Linked DNA regions of Macaca mulatta: region 1 is linked to region 2. The links are chromatin contacts, called in public Hi-C maps. All regions are on one chromosome and are shown on one strand. Each heading gives the region's core, a stretch centred on a gene start, on an enhancer-like site or on the middle of the called end of the contact. The rest is flanking DNA. Distances are from core to core; before and after follow the strand shown.

Evidence for each region. A called contact is a pair of places that touch in the nucleus more often than the background predicts.
Region 1: a contact with region 2 is called in a Hi-C map of CD4 T cells, with 5 times the contacts expected there. The contact joins the promoter of POLM here to the promoter of YKT6 in region 2. A contact is called at or near these places in 4 of 14 Hi-C or Micro-C datasets (CD4 T cells, blood, fibroblasts and 1 more).

Annotation. Positions count from the first base shown.
Region 1 is chr3:84,355,545-84,360,482 of T2T-MMU8v2.0, reverse strand. It overlaps POLM (DNA polymerase mu), which reads right to left and starts at 3,609. Exons shown (of 10, transcript XM_077996897.1): 1 at 3,357-3,609; 2 at 2,125-2,308; 3 at 1,250-1,348; 4 at 960-1,130; 5 at 128-199. The coding sequence starts at 3,544.
Region 2 is chr3:84,234,276-84,239,110 of T2T-MMU8v2.0, reverse strand. YKT6 (YKT6 v-SNARE homolog) reads left to right here and starts at 1,301. Exons shown (of 7, transcript NM_001266540.1): 1 at 1,301-1,514; 2 at 4,828-4,835. The coding sequence starts at 1,411. LOC114676925 (a long non-coding RNA gene) reads right to left here and starts at 1,190. Exons shown (of 3, transcript XR_003728137.2): 1 at 573-1,190.

The DNA.
Region 1 (4,938 bases), core at 2,360-4,859, 120 kb before region 2:
CGAGACCTTCTCTGACCCCTGGGCTGGGTCAGCTGCCTCTGCTCGCCTCCCCGTACATGGTGTGGACTGTGCTGTCATTCCCAGGGTAGGACATTCCTGGGGCAGGTCTGAACCCTGCCCTGCGCACCTTCATGGTCTGGTACCTCTCTGAGCACCGAACTCTCTCCACCTCCTTACACACTCCAAGCTCCAGCAGCTCCTGGAGGAGGGAACAAAGCAGAACTCTAAGCCTGAGGGTGTGGGGTGAAAAGAGAAGGGCAGGGAGTTAGGGTCAAGGCTGTGGGCCCAAGGACTGAGGCAGTCCCCTCCAACACCCTGCAGAGACAACTTTGTGGGGTCAGGGTCCGGTGGGACTTGGAAATGGAAACTGTGCCCAGGGAGGTGACCGAAGTTGCTGCCACACAGCTAGAAGGCCAGGGCTCCAGACTCAAAGATCCTTTGGGCTTGGAGTTACAACAGCTGAGATTCCAGGTAACGTGGATCATCTCTAAGTCAAATAAGTCCCAAGATACATAAACAATTGCTTTTCAGAACATGTGAACTCAATGCTACTTCATTTAAAAGCATCTTCTGTTACTGCGTATTCTCATGATGAAAGTGCACTAAAGGACAACTCAACACATTGGGGCACTGAAAAGAGATGCTCACACTCGGGGTGCTCTCTTCCATTCCACTGTGGAGGGCAGTTTGGGACTAATGACAATGACAACAGCGTCACCCCTAGCCCTGCCAGCCCCTTGCAGCACTATTCACTGGGTCCTCTAAGCCACCCAGGGGTAAATGGCTGGAGTGCACAGGAGGAATCTGAGCGCAGAGGGTGGCCTGTTGAGGCCTTGGAGCAGTGTCAGCACCCACGACTGTCTATCCCCACCTGCCCCCACAGCACCCTCTGCTGTCTCACCAGGCCCCAAGGCCTCCCCACCCACCCACTCGCCCTGCTCAGAATGGTAAGCACCTACCTGGACAACCCTAGAGGAGTGTTCTCCAAGGTGGGGCAGCCCCTGCAGCTGGCTCAGGGTTGTGACAGGGCTGGGAAGGGCCTTGAGCACCGAGGCTGCTCTGCAGAAGGTGAGGAGGCGGCCCTCACTGCCTTCAAAGCCTGCTGCCTCGGCCAGTGTCTCCAGAGCCTCCTGCAGGGAGGGGCCCTAGGTAAGGGGCAGGGTGGGCAGCTCCAACCCACCAGCTACCACCCATCTGTACCCTTGTCCCCAACCCCCAAGGCTGGCCAAGGCTCATGGAAGCGGCTTACCGAGAGGCTAGTGTTGTGGTGTATGAGGGGCGTGGGGCGCTGGCAGGCATAGGTAGGCATCCATGCTGGGCTCAGAGGCCCCTTCCTGGGCCCAGTCACCTGGGGATGGGCAATGAACAGGTCACCGTGAGGTTGTAGGGCTGGCAAGAGAGCCAGGCCATACCCAGGCTTTGTTTCTCCTGGAGTGTCCAACTGAGGCCCTCTGGAGCTCATGGGACAGAGGTGAGCAACAAAACACCAGAGGCATGGGACTGAGGGAGACATCACCCTGCAGAACAGGCTGCAGACGGGGCTCCTCATGCCAGGGTAGCAGCAATCCCATCTGCCAGCCCTGTGGGCACTTCTGCTGCTGCTGCTGCACATGACGCATGTGCTCCATCACCCCAATCCTCACAACCAAGCGGGCTGGGGATGCTGAGGCCTCGGGGGCTAGGGGCTCGCCCCACGACCATGGCTCACAGGCTGGGCCAAGATTTGAATGCAGGCAACCTGGCCCCAAGCCCACACCTGTCAGAAGCCAGGAGCCTTATAGCATCCTGAGGACAGGCTCCTGCTGATCCATAGGTCATCCCGCTCGGAGTTGCTGTGTCATATACTTGGTGAGGAAGAAAGGCCTGAAGAAGGTAAAAATAAGCGGACCCCAGAATTTGCACCAGTGGTGAGAACAGAAGCTGAGATGGCCTGGCCCCCTCAGGCCCTGCTGTAGTTCCTCTACTGGCTTTTAGGGGGCCCCTGGTGATCTGGGTAGAGTCCTCACTGCCCACCTCCTCTGAAGGACATTGAGGCATTGCTGCCATGTCACCTCTCCCAGCTGAGCAATGGCCTACACTGGGGCTTTCACTGTAGCCCCAACTCTAGTTTTCCACCCAGCTCACCTCCAGGCGGTGCCGGCACTCCACAGGTACAGGCTGCCCAGCTGCCAGGCTCTCTGTTAACCAGCTTATGTCCAGCAGAGCTGGGGGGGTGCAACCCGGGGGAGCAGCTGTCATCCTGCGCTCCTGCCAGCTGACGGCCTCCTCTGCTGAGGTCTGTTCCATCACAACATGTGTCGCTTCAGAGCTGGCAGAGGGATTTGGGAGAGAAGGAGAAGGGTGAGGCCCAGAACCCTCCCTGGTTGGCTCCAAGCCTTCATTCTTGCCGTCTCTTCTGCATGGTGAGTGACCATTCATCCTGCAAACATCACCTCCTCCAGAAAGCCTTCCCGGCCCCTCCTCCTGGTAGATGAACACCACCACCACTCAGCCCTCAGAACTGCAGTTCTCTGCCCTGGCTATGTTCACAAGCACAGTCCAGTCTGGTGCTCTCTCCCTCCCTCTCCACCTCAGAGAAAGGAATTCCTTAGGGGTCAGGACCAGGTGGTCTTCATCTAAGAACAGGGGTTTTAGCTGAGATGCAGGAGCCTGTTTGGGTCTGAACCCCAGCTCTGCCTGCCACATACTTGTTTAGCTCTTGGGCAAGCCAGGTGTCTATACTTTGATTTCCTCTTCCCTAAAGCAAAGATAACATATCTACCCTGTGGGGTGGTTGTACAAAGATAGTGCCTGGTACACTCTAAGCTGCTATCATTATCCTCTCCTGAGTGGGTCTGGCACACTACTGATCCCTGATAATGTTAAAAACAAAACAAAACAAAACAAACAAACAAAACCACACACACACAACTGTAGGGGTATACTAGACCCAGGTTCGTTTGCTCTCTCAACCTCCAAACTAGGGGGCACCCCCAGCTCCCTTACTCTGGGTGTTGTCTCTGTAGCCGCCATTTTTCCTCCTCTTGGTTCCCTTCCTACAGGAGCGTCTCAGTCGTGTTATTTACTCAGGTCTGAGGACAGAGGAGCATGCGGGCTCCGGGCCTCCTGAGCAGTCAGTCTCGCTCACAGGTGGGACACAGCCCAGGCGGAAGGGCTGTTAGCAAATACGACTGCCTATTAATTACCCCTGACCTCTGGTTTTGATTCTCGCAGTGATCCTTTAAAACACGCCTGGCCCTAATTAATAGCACCCTTTACAGAAGAGGAGATGGAAGCTCAGGGAAAGGTCACGAAGTGCCACAGCAAACTTAGAATCCAAAACTACAGGTGCCACGGAAGACCGCGCCGCCCCGCACCTGCAGGCGTCGAGGACACGGAAGCCTTTGGAGCGCGCCAGGCGTGTGAGGAAGGCCCGGCGGCTGCGACCCATGCGAGGCTCGACCAGGTAGATGGCGACGCCGGGGAAGCGCGTCGAGGGCGGCGTGGAGGAAGCTGCATCGCCGGTAGGGGACCTGACCCGCGCTCGCCGCCGTTTGGGGAGCATTGGGACCACAGCCTCCAGCAACGCGGAGCGAGACGGAAGGAATCCGCAGTGAGGCTGACGGAAGCGGCGGGCGGGCAGCCGCCGGCTAGAAGAGGACGTGGCCCCGCCCTATCCAAATAAGGCCTCTCCGTGAGACTCGCGACCGGGGCCAGTCGGAGCGCTGGGGAGGGTCCGGGCTCCTACAGGACTGGGTGTCTCGGCCGCTCCGGAAGACCCGCCTCCATGCAAATAACAGCAGAGGACACGCCTTTTATTTAAATTAATGTCTCCGAAAGCGCAGTTTGGTCCCACTGGCCTCCTGGAGTAGAGGGTGGGCTGGAGCGGGCCGGGGAGGGTGTTGGAGGAGGTGGAGGAGGCGGGGTCAAAGGGGCGTCCTAGGCCCGTACGGGTGGACTGGGACCTAGGCCCGGGCGGAGCGGGGTGGGCTGCGTCCTCAACCGAGGGTTGAGCCGGCGGCTCCGGGTGGACGCGTGTGGGCCTTGCCCGATCCTTCTGCGCTCGGGACTGTCACACGGAAGCCGGCGGGCGCGGGACAGACAACGCGCGTTTCCAATGCGCTGGTGTGGCGGTCGCTTCAAACACGCGAGATTTTTCAGTCGAATGGCTTTAGGACAACTGGCGGGCCATTTGGAAAAATAGAAGTTGGTGCCCTTCCTCATTCCTTAACAACAAAATAAATTCCAGATGGGTCAAACATTTCCATCTAAAAAGGAAACCAAAAACATACCGGAAAAAAGTCGGTGAATGTTTTTATGATCTAAATATCACAGTAAACTTTGGAAACATTAAAGGAAAAGAATGATAAATTGGACAACAGACAGATTTAAATCTGATCAAAAATTAAAGTCAAAAGATAAACGGATAAAATGTGAGATATTTTGGAATTAAGATTATCTCATCATAATAAACTTATTAAATTGTCCATAGATAAAAAGGCAGTAATTTAATAGAAAAATTAGCAAAGAAACTCACGTAGATGATTCTCAGAAGAAATCCTGGTCAATAAATTTATGACCTGAGTGCCCAACCTGTCCAGTTGTTACAGAATACCTAAATGAGAATATCTTCAGTTGTGGGTTTATCAAACATTCAAAAAAATTGACCACACATGTTGAAGGTGCAAGGGAATTGACAATCTGTAGGAGAGACTCTGGAAGCCAATGTGGCAACCATATCCAACAAAATGAAAACAAAATAATACACATTGATCCAGCAATTCCTTTCCCAAGATTGGGATTGCATTGAATCTATAGATCAAGCTGGGGAAAACTGATGTCTTGATAATATAAAGTCTTCTGTCTATATCATTTAGATATACTCGATTTGTAATCTCTGTTACAGTGGTGTGGCACTGCTCAACCTAACTGATGGGACACGCCAGATCGGATGCAACC
Region 2 (4,835 bases), core at 52-2,551:
ATCACACCATTGCACTTCTGCCTGGGCAACAGAGCAAGACTCTGTCTCAAAACAAAACAAACATATATATATATATGCAAAGGAATGTTTCTCAAAACTACTTCTCCCAAGGGACATGTTGACATTTTTGATTGTGCAGTGGGGAGGGGGTAGGTTGGTACTGACATTTAGTGAGTACACAATGCACAAGGCAGTCTCCCAACAACAAAGAACTATCCAACCCAAAATGTCAATAGTGCCAAGGTTGAGAAACCTTGATTTAGAGTAATGTTTAAAGTGATGCTGTTGTTTTTCCAATACATCATCTCTTTCCTATAATCTCAGATGCGGCTGCTTCTAGCATCACAATTTTGTGACCTTACTGACAACTTCCAAAGACCAAGTTCCTTTCTGATTACATGTGAAACTGTGCCCAACAAGGTTAAAGAAACTAGTAACTAACAGAAATCTTGAGCTTGTCTAGAGGACAGCCGATAAGGAAACAGTTTGCTATAATCCCCTCTGCTTATACAACTTCCTGAAACAGGTTGGAACCAATATGGCTGACTGGAGCCTGTGCAAAATAGACTTACTAGCCCGAGGAGCGGCCCTTTGATGTCACAGCCCGGATTTCCAGAGCTTGTTTTAAACCAACTCCTGAATCTGCATGTGATCCTTGAAGCAGCATGAAGAAGCAACAGCTCATGGCCAAGAGATTTTCTAAACGTTTCTTCGTTTCAGCCAATCACTGTCCAGCCCGAAACTCCAATTCCAAAATCTCTCCCTTAAATCTACTGCTGTGAAGCAAGTATTGGGAGCCAGACTTCAGCCCATCTTCTGTCTCCTTGCAAGGCTGCTTGGCAATACATCTTTCTTGCTACAAAAATCCAATGCTTGGGTGTTTGGTTTTACGTTGTGCGCAGGCAAATGCAGCCGGTTTAGTTTGGTAACACGTGATGTCACTTAATACACAAGAAACGGGTAAGTTATGGCATCCTCAGGGAACTGTGCCTCACTCATTCCTATCCGTAGACTTGCCTTCCTTCAACAACGCAAGCAAAAAGAAGGGTTCAGGCCGCTCTGGGAGGCCCAGCACCACCCAGCACAGGACAGTACACTGTCCCGCTGAGCGCCCGACTTTACCTGGCGAGCAGGGAGGGACCAGGCTCACGCGAGGCGTGGAGCCCCGCCCCTCGTGGCATTGAACTTCCGTCCGCACATTTCTGCATCCGGGGTATGAGAACCCACAACCAGGCTGACCGGATCCGGAAGTGGGTTGAGAGCCGGGAGGAGGAAGCCGGCGGTGGCCCCGTCAGCAGCGGGCTGCTGAGAGACTGGTAGGCGGCGGCGGTCTCGAGGGGCGGCGGCCGCGCTGCTCCCTGAGAGCGGGTCCCGCGGCTGGGCAGGCGGGCGGCCTGAGGGCGCGGAGCCATGAAACTGTACAGCCTCAGCGTCCTCTACAAAGGCGAGGCCAAGGTGGTGCTGCTCAAAGCCGCGTATGATGTGTCTTCCTTCAGCTTTTTCCAGAGATCCAGGTGAGCGGCACAGGCTGATCGGCCGTGGCGGTCGGGCGGAGAGAACTGGGTGGGGGTTCGAGTCGGAGTGGGCCTGGGGTCGGGGGAGGAATCAGGGGAGGGTCAAGGAGGCCGGAGGGTAGGGGCAGGGCAGGGCAGGGTGGCCGAGTGCCCGGGGTCTGAGAAGGCTGGGGTCAGGGGCGGGGCGGGGCGGGGCGGGGCGGGGCGGGGCGGGGCGGGGCGGGGCGGGGCGGGGAGGGCCCGGGGTCTGCGGTCCGGGCTTGGTCTCCTATAGTGGAATCTGGCCGTGGACTGTGCCTTTGAGGAACCATCCAACATTCTCTTTTAAGGGGACTGTGAAATAGTGCAGGTTTCCAAGCTTCATACCAAGATGTTCTGAATTAGTAGACTGAGGCCTCGAAATTTATATTTTAGACCAACACCTCCCACCCAGTGATTCTGACTCTGGGAGCCTGGGTGCCGCATCTTGAGGGCCATATTTTGATTTTCTAGCGGGGCTTCCCAACAATTCAGTATGAGAGATACTGATATGCTTTTTGTTTGTTTGTTTTTAATGGGTGAAGTCACTGAGGTACCAAGAGGTTATATCACAACCAGCTAGAACTAAAAGCCAGGTTTAACACTTTTTAGTCGGACACTAGTGGTACAAAAGGATTCCACACTGAAGATTGAAAGGAAACATGGGATCTGTAGGGCTTACAGGTTTTTACTTGTTTCTGGGGGCGCTTTAATTGCTGGAACGTGTTAGAAGTAACACAGACATTTCCAGACCATTCGTGGGAGGGAGTGGGGTGACTCAGGCACGAAAGAAGAAGGACCCTACGTGATCGGTATCTATGGTCATCTTGTCTCAAAGTCTGATGGAATCTGCCGTTTGGATTCTGTTTTCCCTGCTTCAGTGCAGCTGGTTCTTGATGAGAGTTCTTTGTCAAGGACTTGCTGGATATAAAAAAAAAAAAAAAGTTTGTTATTTTGTTGAAACTTTCTGCTCCTTTGAGTTCTTTTTAAAAAAAGTTTTAATTGTGGTAAAATGGCACACAAAATTTATCTTCACTGTCTTTAAGCGTGTGGTGAGTGCAGTGATACGAAATAGATGGATAGTGTTGTGCAGCCATCACTGTCACTCGTCTCCAGAACTCCTGTTTATCAAACTTTTATCAAACACCAACTCCCCATTCCCTTCTACCCCAGCACATGGCAACCACCATTCTAATTTGTCTCTGTGATTTTTACTTTTCTGGCGACCTTAGATAAATAGAATCCTATAGTTTTTGTGTGTCTGGCTTATTTCATGTAGTGTAATGTCCTCAAGGCTCATGCATCTTGTTGCATGTATCAGAATTTCTTCCCTTTCTAAGGCTGAATAATCCATTGTATGTATTTAGCACATTTTGCTTATCTGTTCATCTGTTAGTGGACACCTGGGTTGCTTCCACATTTCAGCCATTGTGAATGACACTGCTATGAACATGGATGTACAAATATCTCTTTAAGACCCTGCTTGTATTTTTTTGGTATTTACCCAGAAGCGGAATTGCTGCATCATCTTTTAGCTCCTTCTTGGAGTTCTTGGTCTTTGCAGTCTTTACCATGGCCTACATTCACTGCTCTGTGTTGTTGCTTTTCTCAGATGGAACTTTTGGTGCCAACTTGGCTCTGATTCTTTTTCCTTGTTCCTTCCCATTAGCACTTAAGATTCTCAGAGTTTTCACTTGTAGGACTTATACCTTACCTGCTTGGGACACACACACTGGTTTGCAATGACTAACAGCTACAGCACTAAAGGGACATCTCTACTAATATGTCTTAGAACAACACATGTTCCAGCTGATTTTTTTTTTTTTTTTTTTTTTTTTTTTTGATGGAGTCTCGCTCTGTCACCCAGGCTGGAGTGCAGTGGCACAATCTCAGCTCACTGCAACCTCTGCCTCCTGGGTTCAAGCAATTCTCCTGCTTCAGCCTCCCAAGTAGCTGGGATTACAGGTGCGCAATACCACGCCCAGCTAATTTTTGTATTTTTAGTAGAGATGGGGTTTCAGCATGTTAGCCAGGCTGGTCTCGAACTCCTGACCTCCGTTGATCCACCTGCCTCTGCCTCCCAAAGTGCTGGGATTACAGGCTTGAGCCACCGCGTCCGGCCTGAGCTCATTTTCTTATAAGATCTCCTTACTTACATCCTTCGTGCCCCATAATTACCAGATCCCAAACTTGAAAAAGTAGTTTCCCAGCTTTTTTGGCCTTCGTATACATGCTGTCACAATGCAGTTCTTCCTTTGTCTCTTTATAGCCGTACCTCAAGTGCTATCTCTTTAGGTTTACTGCAAAGCCTTCCTTGTTTGAGGTCTTCTTTTCTGAGGGGTTATTTTGATCACTTCAGTCCTTCAAGATATTAACAGGTAATATACTATGTGTGCAGGCATTGTTGCAAGTGCTTTACACGTATTACCTCGTTTAACTGTTGCACAAATCTTGATTTTTTTATTGTGGAGGCGCAGCACACAGGCCCAGAGTCAGGCCTTCAGTTACCTATATGGCTCTGCTGGAGCCTGCTGCAGACTTGCATTTGAGCACCTTGCTCTGATGGCCCTGGCTGCCCTTTATATCACATCCCCAATTGGAGGCTCCTTGTCAGCACCTGTTCCTCTGGCTGTACCATCTCCTATGACTGTTCTGTTCTGGATAGATCTCTGTTAAGCCCATGATGGACCTTCTCCCTTTCACCCTTTGTCTGAGCCATTTCCCACTTTTTTGTCTTGGATAAGCAGTTTGCTTTTATTCCATCCAGAGTGCCTTGCGCTCGGTCTGTGGACGAGCCCCAGCAGACCTGAGCTAGCATTCACTATGGGCGTATGTGGCATTGCAAGGGTCTGTCATGTGGACACAGCCGTAAATGGTTGTGCATTTCTGCCTGACAGTTTTTGCACTACTATTTTTCTAGTGCAGTTCTTATTTGTCCTGCTTCTTGGAAGTTATTGGGACCTTGAGAGCAGGACGTACCTCTTGTTTTTCCATTGCATCTCCAATTATACTCTGATGAAAAGGTACAATTGACTGTATCCTGTGGAAAAACCCCCAGAAAATTCACCTGTTTTGGTGAGCTAGGTAGCAAACAGATGTAGCTTTCATGGTGATGATGATTCATAATGATCAGTAATTGTGCTCATTTATAGAGTGTTTGTTACTAAGGGTGGGAGGGAAAGGAATGAAACCAAGAAGCAATGTCTACTTAATGTATAAGCCCAGAGGTCACTTTCCACTGTGTTGAGGACAAGGTGATAAGAAGTAGGCAATAAATACATTTTGTGTTTCTTAGCGTTCAGG